Regions from separate parts of the Mus musculus genome. Here region 2 is linked to region 1. A link is a contact called in public targeted proximity ligation data. All regions are on one chromosome and are shown on one strand. The core of a region is the stretch at or near the end of the contact, and the rest is flanking DNA. Distances in the headings are between cores, read along the strand shown. Region 1 overlaps Minpp1 (multiple inositol polyphosphate histidine phosphatase 1). Region 2 has its middle 22 kb from the start of Mir3970.

The links.
Region 2: a contact with region 1 is called in a targeted proximity ligation map of embryonic stem cells, with 6 times the contacts expected there. A contact is called at or near these places in 1 of 130 datasets of targeted methods (embryonic stem cells) and 1 of 9 other capture datasets (embryonic stem cells).

The regions. Positions count from the first base shown.
Region 1 is chr19:32,506,333-32,509,998 of GRCm38.p6, reverse strand. All of the region lies in intron 4 of Minpp1 (multiple inositol polyphosphate histidine phosphatase 1), which reads right to left. Among named protein-coding and RNA genes, the nearest start is that of Minpp1, 22 kb to the right of the region's middle.
Region 2 is chr19:33,177,362-33,180,971 of GRCm38.p6, reverse strand. It overlaps the pseudogene Rnls. Among named protein-coding and RNA genes, the nearest start is that of Mir3970, 22 kb to the right of the region's middle.

The DNA.
Region 1 (3,666 bases), core at 994-3,493:
AGCTTTCTGGGAACAGAACAGTATTCCACCTGGGAGTTCTGCAAGACTGCGCGGTGTGTCAGTGCTACGTCACAAGGCTTCTAGTCTAGGAATCTGGATTCACCAACTTTAAAGGCATGTCCATATCAAATCACAGGGTGTAAGTTCTTACTTGGCATAAATTCATCCAAGGATTATTAAAGGCGAGGACCATCTACCTAAGATTTTTAGTCAGAAGTGGTATACAGTAAGAAAAAAAAAAACTGTTAAAATTTCTTGTTTCTCCTGTGTTCGTGGTTAAACCCAGGGCTTTGTATACATGGGGCAAGCATCCTGCCAATCCCTACACTTCCAGATCTGTCCTTGCTTTGACTTTAGAGATTGGGTCTCACCACAGAGCCGATTTCTCCTGGGATTCACCATTTACCCAGGCTGCTGTCTAATATTTGATGCTTCTGCTTCCACTTCCCTGCTTCTGGGAATGCAGGCAGGGAGTGCCTTGTATATCCAAAACATACATACACCCATAACACACACACACAACACACACGCGCGCACGCACACACTAACTTCATTCTTGATTTTTTTTCATTTCAAATACAACACAGAAAGAGTTCAATAGATAACTATGTTGAGGTTGTAAGGGTAAGAAGGCAAACTGAGCCTACTTTCAATTAAGCAACGGGAAGAACATTAAATTAAGGTCAGGGAGAGTTCTCTATGCAGTCTGGTTGGCTCTAACTCCTTCCAAGTTAGCTGCTTGGGTACTTGGGCTAAGTCTGAGACCATGACAGACTGTGTTACATGGTCCTTCCATTAGTAACAGCTCAGAGCATTAACTGCTTAAGTCTCAAACATATGCTTTTCTTCATTATGTTGTTTCCCATAGCCTGAATTCAACTTAGTTATCACTGGGCATTTAAGTTTTACTTAAAGTTTAATTAGAGAAATAACCAGATGACAAAGCAACCTCAACTCGTCAAGGCTTTCCTAAAGAACAGCTTTCTCTCTCGCTCTGGCTGTCCTAGAACTCACTCTGTAGACCAGGCTGGCCTTGAACTCTGAAATCCGCCTGCCTCTGCCTCCCAAGTATTGGGGTTAAAGGCGTGCGCCACCACTGCCCAGCAAGAACAGCTTTATTCCAGAGGCTCTGAGTGTAAGAAAAGCATCTGAATTGGTTCTGAGATATGACTCAAATCACCTTAGACAATAATTAAAAATTATTTTAAAATCAGTAAGTTCAAAGTCAAGGGTCCACTTATAACTAAGAATGCCAGAACGCTCTTCTTCACTTATAAACAAGACACAGCAGCAGTATGGAACTGATTTCTACTTCGTTGTTCAAATCTATTGGTAAACTATCAGATATACCTTTGTTCAACGACATCTATGGAAACATGTATGTCAAAAGGGGAACATCCCCTTCGAAGGGTTAATATAGTCCTTAAACATCTGTTCACATTTACATTTGCCTGCCCTTTCATGAGACTTACTCAAATTTCTGTTTGGGGGCATTTTAAAAAATATCACTTTCTCTTCTAAATTACACTGGAACAACAAAAGTGTGTGTGAGTGTGTGTTGGGGGATGGGGTAAGGATCTTCAATTATGGGCAGTTGTTCCGTGAGTTGTGGGGTTTCTCGTGTATACACTGTGTGCTGGCCATTATCACCCCCTAGTCTTCTCTCACTCCCTCTAAACCTTTCTTCTTCCCAACAATTTCTCTTCTTGCTTTCATCTTTTTGTTTGCATTGTTTTTTGTGACCCTCTGAGTTTTACTATTTTGAATTTTTTTGATCAGCTTATATTATAATCACCATTCCAAATACTTCAAACCAAATATACAAGAGTATATGATCGAATCTTTATCAGCAGTCATTAAAAGTATGCTCACAGTTTTGATAAAGGCTCTGACTTTTTGAAGGGGGATATTTATTCTGGCTCATGTTCAGAGGGCTTAGTCACATTCACCCTCCTGACAAGGTAAATGGACAGAGCACTGTGTAGCAGGAGGAACCTGGCTGGGTAGAGCTGTTCACTTCACGGCCCATCAGGAAGAGAGAGAAAAGAGAAATCAGTTAACTCCTATAAGGAAGCAATCAGAGTTCATTTTCAGGAACACGCTGCCACTGCTCCAAGCACTAAAACTGAATAGGTCCATCAAGTTGTAAGCCAACTCCTGGTTCACGTTCATGCAGGCCCAACCAAGCACCTCACGAAAGCGCCACCTGCCCAGCTTCTGCCTGGACTGTATCCCAAGGCGCAGAGAGTGCGCCTGGAGGTCACGGTCAACCTTTGCTGAGTCAGCACTCCAGAGCCAAGTTAGGATGAAGTGCGAATGAAGTGATGCAACTGGGAATCAGTGTGCCTGTGTCCTCAATCTCTCCCTCCCCTCTCCCTCCTTCTCCCCGCCCCCACCACACCCTCTCACACACATCCACACAAATAACATCAGAAGGGCTTGTTAGAAAGAAGGGGGGTTCAGTGGGAAGGGGACAGAACCAGAAAGGGTGATAGATAATTATGCTGAAGCGAGATCATGCGCATGTGTGAAATGTACTAAGCTTGCCTGTGTGAGCATAGGCACAGGCAGCATCCAATGGCCACACCACTGAAGAATGACCCCACCCCTTCCTCGCCCCAGCACGCACTAGCTGACTACAGCCCCTCAGCTGCAGTGGAGTCTCATGCTCTACCTTATGTCTGACTTGGGATCTCTCCTGAATCAGCAGCTGAGCAGCTGGGCTATGCAGCTGGCCAGTGAGCCCTAGGGCTCTCTTTCTGCCTTTCTCTGAGTCCCGGTGTAGGGCTTACAGAAGTGTGCTGTCACATCCTGGTTTTGCATGGGTGCTGGGGATTCAAATTCAGATCTTCATGGCTCACACAGTGAACACTTTACGCACTGAGCCACCTCCTTAGTTCCTAAATCAGACCTGAGAGAGAATAAGTCCAGTGTATCAAATGAATTACCTAACGTTACCCAGGAAGAAGGTGGCTTTGTAAATTGCATCCTTTATTATATAAATAAACGAGAAGATTTTATTGTCTTCAATTCAAACCAAATTTAATCTGAAGACTAAAATTACACCAAGAAATGAAACTATGTAAATGTTCAAAGTAGGTAAATGCCTTAAGCAATTCAAAATGCTCAGTAAGAAGACCCAATAATTGCATGTTTTCCCTTAAGCATACACAGCTACATCTTTCTAAGCTCTTAATTTATGTTTCACACGCAACTGGCGTTACACAAACTATGCTTTCAAACATGATCTAGGACTATCAGATGGCACTTCGGACAAATTTCACAATGTGCACACTTACGTAAGAGCACATACAAATGGTTGGAACTGCCAGAGCAATGAGACGCTTTGAGAAGAAAATTACAAAAAGTAAATTTTGTTTACAAGTCTTCAATATTTGACTGCAGTAGATCTCTGGAGAAGTACACATTTGGCAATGTAAGCCTGGAATGAAAATGACACAAATGTCCTTTTTATGTAAAAATATGTAGAAATTAAGCTCACAAGATAGAAGAACAGGGATAAAGCTCTATTGTCCTCCCTACTAGCATTAGGAAGCTAGAATTATATGAAACAGTAGTTTTCAGTCAGACAACAGAGTAAGAGAGAAGGCAAACGGGTTGAACCCAGCAGCTGTCCAGGCTGACTGTTTAGCGTCTGCAGGCTGT
Region 2 (3,610 bases), core at 987-3,486, 670 kb before region 1:
ATACATATACCTCTTAGAGTACAGAGAAGAAAATATTGACGAATATTGTTAGAAAGCGCCTTCCCTTACATCATCAATGTCCTATATCAAGTAAGGGATGATAGCACCCCAGTAATTCCAGTTTTCTGAAATGAAGTGAGGGTGTTGGTTGTTGGTTTGAGGCATTTACTGTGTGCCAAAACTCCAAACTCCTCACTTTACATGGCTTTAACCTTCATAGTAATCCTGGGCTTTTCCACAAAGACGAAGAAAAGATAGATCACTGGGGGGAAAAAGGTGTGCAAATTCAGTTTGCAGGTGAAAACATTCACACGTAACCAGCTGAATTAAAACTAAACAGAAATGTCCCAGGCACCTGAGCAGGAGGACCAAAACTGGGAAGAATGTGAAGACACAGAGAGCTCCAGTGTGCTAATAGAGGAAGTCAGTCGGTTATATCTAAAATGGCTTCAATGGTGTTTACTCTTTTTTTTTTTTTAAATATTTATTTACTTATTATATGTAAATACACTGTAGCTGTCTTCAGACACTCCAGAAGAGGGAGTCAGATCTCATTACAGATGGTTGTGAGCCACCATGTGGTTGCTGGGATTTGAACTCTGGACCTTTGGAAGAGCAGTCGGGTGCTCTTACCCACTGAGCCATCTCACCAGCCCAATGGTGTTTACTCTTAACTTTCTTTCATCTTTATTTATGTGTGTGGATGCTTTGCCTGTATATATGTCTGTTCACCATGTGCCTGGTGCCCTTAGAGGCCAAGAAGAGGGCATTGGATCTCCTAGAACTTGATTTCCATGTTTGTTTGGGTGGTTAGTTACCATGTGAATGGTTGGAATAGAACCTTCATCCTCTGGAAAAGCAGCCAACCTTCTAACCCACAAGCCATCTCTCCAGCTCCAATGTGCTTACTCTTTGATTTAGAAATTCTACTTCTAGGAAATCTGCCCTACAGGGAGATAAACAAAAGTGTGACAAAGAGATAAGATTTAAACTGTGTGGGCTCCTGTGACAAACAGTCTTAGACTTGCATATAACTTATTGTTAATAAATTCCCTCCAGTTCTGGAGGCTGAGAAGTACGAGATCCAGACACAAGACACTTGTATTTGTGGCAAGGACTCCCAGGCTCTGCTCTGTGGCCTCATCACCTCCCGAAAAGTCACACCCCTCAGCACTGTCACCGTGGCAACTAGATTTCCACCCATGAATTTAAAGACAGACATTCAGTCTCTGGAAGAATAAACATGTACGTTGCAAAATTGTTTGTAACAGTGGCAAGCTGTGAAAAATATGTCCAGCTGTAAAAGATTAAATAATTAACTCTGGCAAATCCCCAATATTATTAAACATGATAGATGCCAATGAGCTGATAGAGCGCTCTGGATATTTTTTAAATATACAAATCCAGTCCAAAAAAAAAACCACTGGCTATAATTGGCTTACATTTCCACTTTAATATTATGAATAAGTATTTAGGCTCATATATAAGATATTTCTGAAAGTGACCTGAGGAACCTTTGAATGCAGCTATCATTGGATAATGGAGGTGCTGGGTCTGGAGACAGAAAGTTACTCTTTCTTCCTTTGACTGTGTTTATAGTGTTACCACTTAGACAAAGGCAGTTTAAAAACAAAGATGACCCAATCCTACCTTCCCTTCCTCACAATGTGGGACCGTGAAAGGCATCTTGCTCCCGGGTTGAGCTAAGGCTTAAAACCCCAGAGACCTTGAAGGGATGGTAGGTGTTTTGCCTGTTCCTGGAGAACCAGACACCCTATAGATTTATGGCCATCAATCATCTAAGGACAACGCCCCAATCCCCTCCACAAGTAGAGGTCCTGAAGAGCGGCCAAGCTCAAGACAGATCTCCATTTCAATGAGCTACCTAAAGGCCTGGAGGGCTTAGCCAATAAGCTTTCCTTTCCCAGACATTCCTCCCTGGAAAAGGCTTTAACCTCAGACCCTCCCTGAGAAGTGGAGTATGGTTTACTCATCCACTTTCCACCATGGCAATTGATGCCTTAAAAAGCCTCTTTTCATTGGAATTCGCAGTGGGGAGCCATGGAGAAGTCCTTTGCCTATAGAGCTACTGCCTAATCTCTCTGTGCTCCCAGCCTCGGGTGCCACCAAGCTCAAACTTGCCACTGCAGTCAAGCCAAGGATCTCGCCCCTTTTTCCACCGGGCACCAGGCTAGATCCAGCCTGAGGCCCCCCACTCTGATTCTCAGCTCTTTCACAGCTCCCAGTGGCGCCTGGGTGTCCGAGAGCCTAAGAACCAGACTGACCAGCCTGGTCACAGGCCTGGGGATCCCCAAAACCAGCTCCAGCGCTTTCCCACTCCCAGAGCAGTGTCCCAGGGCTTCCCTACAGCCTGAAACCCGCCCAACAACAGCATGGGGTAATCGTGGTCAACTTCCTGAATCCTGCCTCCCTGAGCAGCCAAGCCCTGTGGCATACTAGAGACTTTTTGATTTTGCTTAAAAATGGCATTTGAAACGCATGCCAACCTAAACAATTTTGCTAGTGTTTTCTCTAGTAAACATTAGTACATCATTTTGAATACCTATTTGGGGAAAAAGGAAGCACCATGGTCATGTGAGAGTCATTCAGCCAGTGAGCAAGGAGACAGTATTTCTGATGCCATTTCAGCTAATGTCCCTCAGCTCTGCGTAGTGGAAGGAAGGACCCAAGGTGTCCATACTAAATGAAACATATACTATTTCTTAAGATAGAAAGTTATAGTCCAGGATTTTCTGCAAACCTTAGATGGTGTGGCATAGTTTCCTAATAAATGTTAGATACAGTCCTCTGCAGTGAGGGGAGGAAAATGACAGTGAACTTCATCTATATTTCCTGTAATTTAAGACTGCCATTTCAAGCCTTATCATTTCCCCTTTTCTGATAGGCATTTTATCTTTAAACGAGAGGTAAGGATTTGTCGGGTAATCTTCATGTCTGATTGCCTGCCAGGAAGAACACAATTTCCCTATTCATTTATTCATTCTTAAGAATCTTTTCTGGGCTCTTACCTTTCTCCTAGTACTTCTTTAGAAGTTGTTTGTCTCCCAGATGAAGCTCTCTGTTCCACTCTCTTACTGTTTACACTGGACATTTAAACTGGGTACTGTTATCAATTAATGTGGATAGATTCTACCTCCAGAAAAGCAACACGGAAGGAAAAAAAATCAATATTTTCTCCCAACGATAGTGCAAGAACATGAAATAAGTAAATGGGAAACCTTTAAAGCCATCTTTTCTCTACACCTAGTCCTTGGGAGAAGCACTTATTCCCTGAACTTTGCACTTCTGTTCAAACCATAAGCCTATGTCGGATTGATAGAAATACTTGCCATAGAAATCCCTGCAGGAGACAGAGTTGGACACACTGAACTTGTCTGGGATGTGATTGGCAGAGAGCAAGCCAAATTTTAGTATTTGGTTGATACTTTCTAAAGCAAATAAACTCTGAAATTGTTCCCTCTGTTCCTGATTTTGGACCAACAGGCACAGAACACCAGCATGTTGCCAAGATATGGGGTGCTAAGACAGAATGCTATATCCACATTTGGCCTGCTAGAAAAGTGAGGAAGGAGAGAAGGGAGGCTCGGGA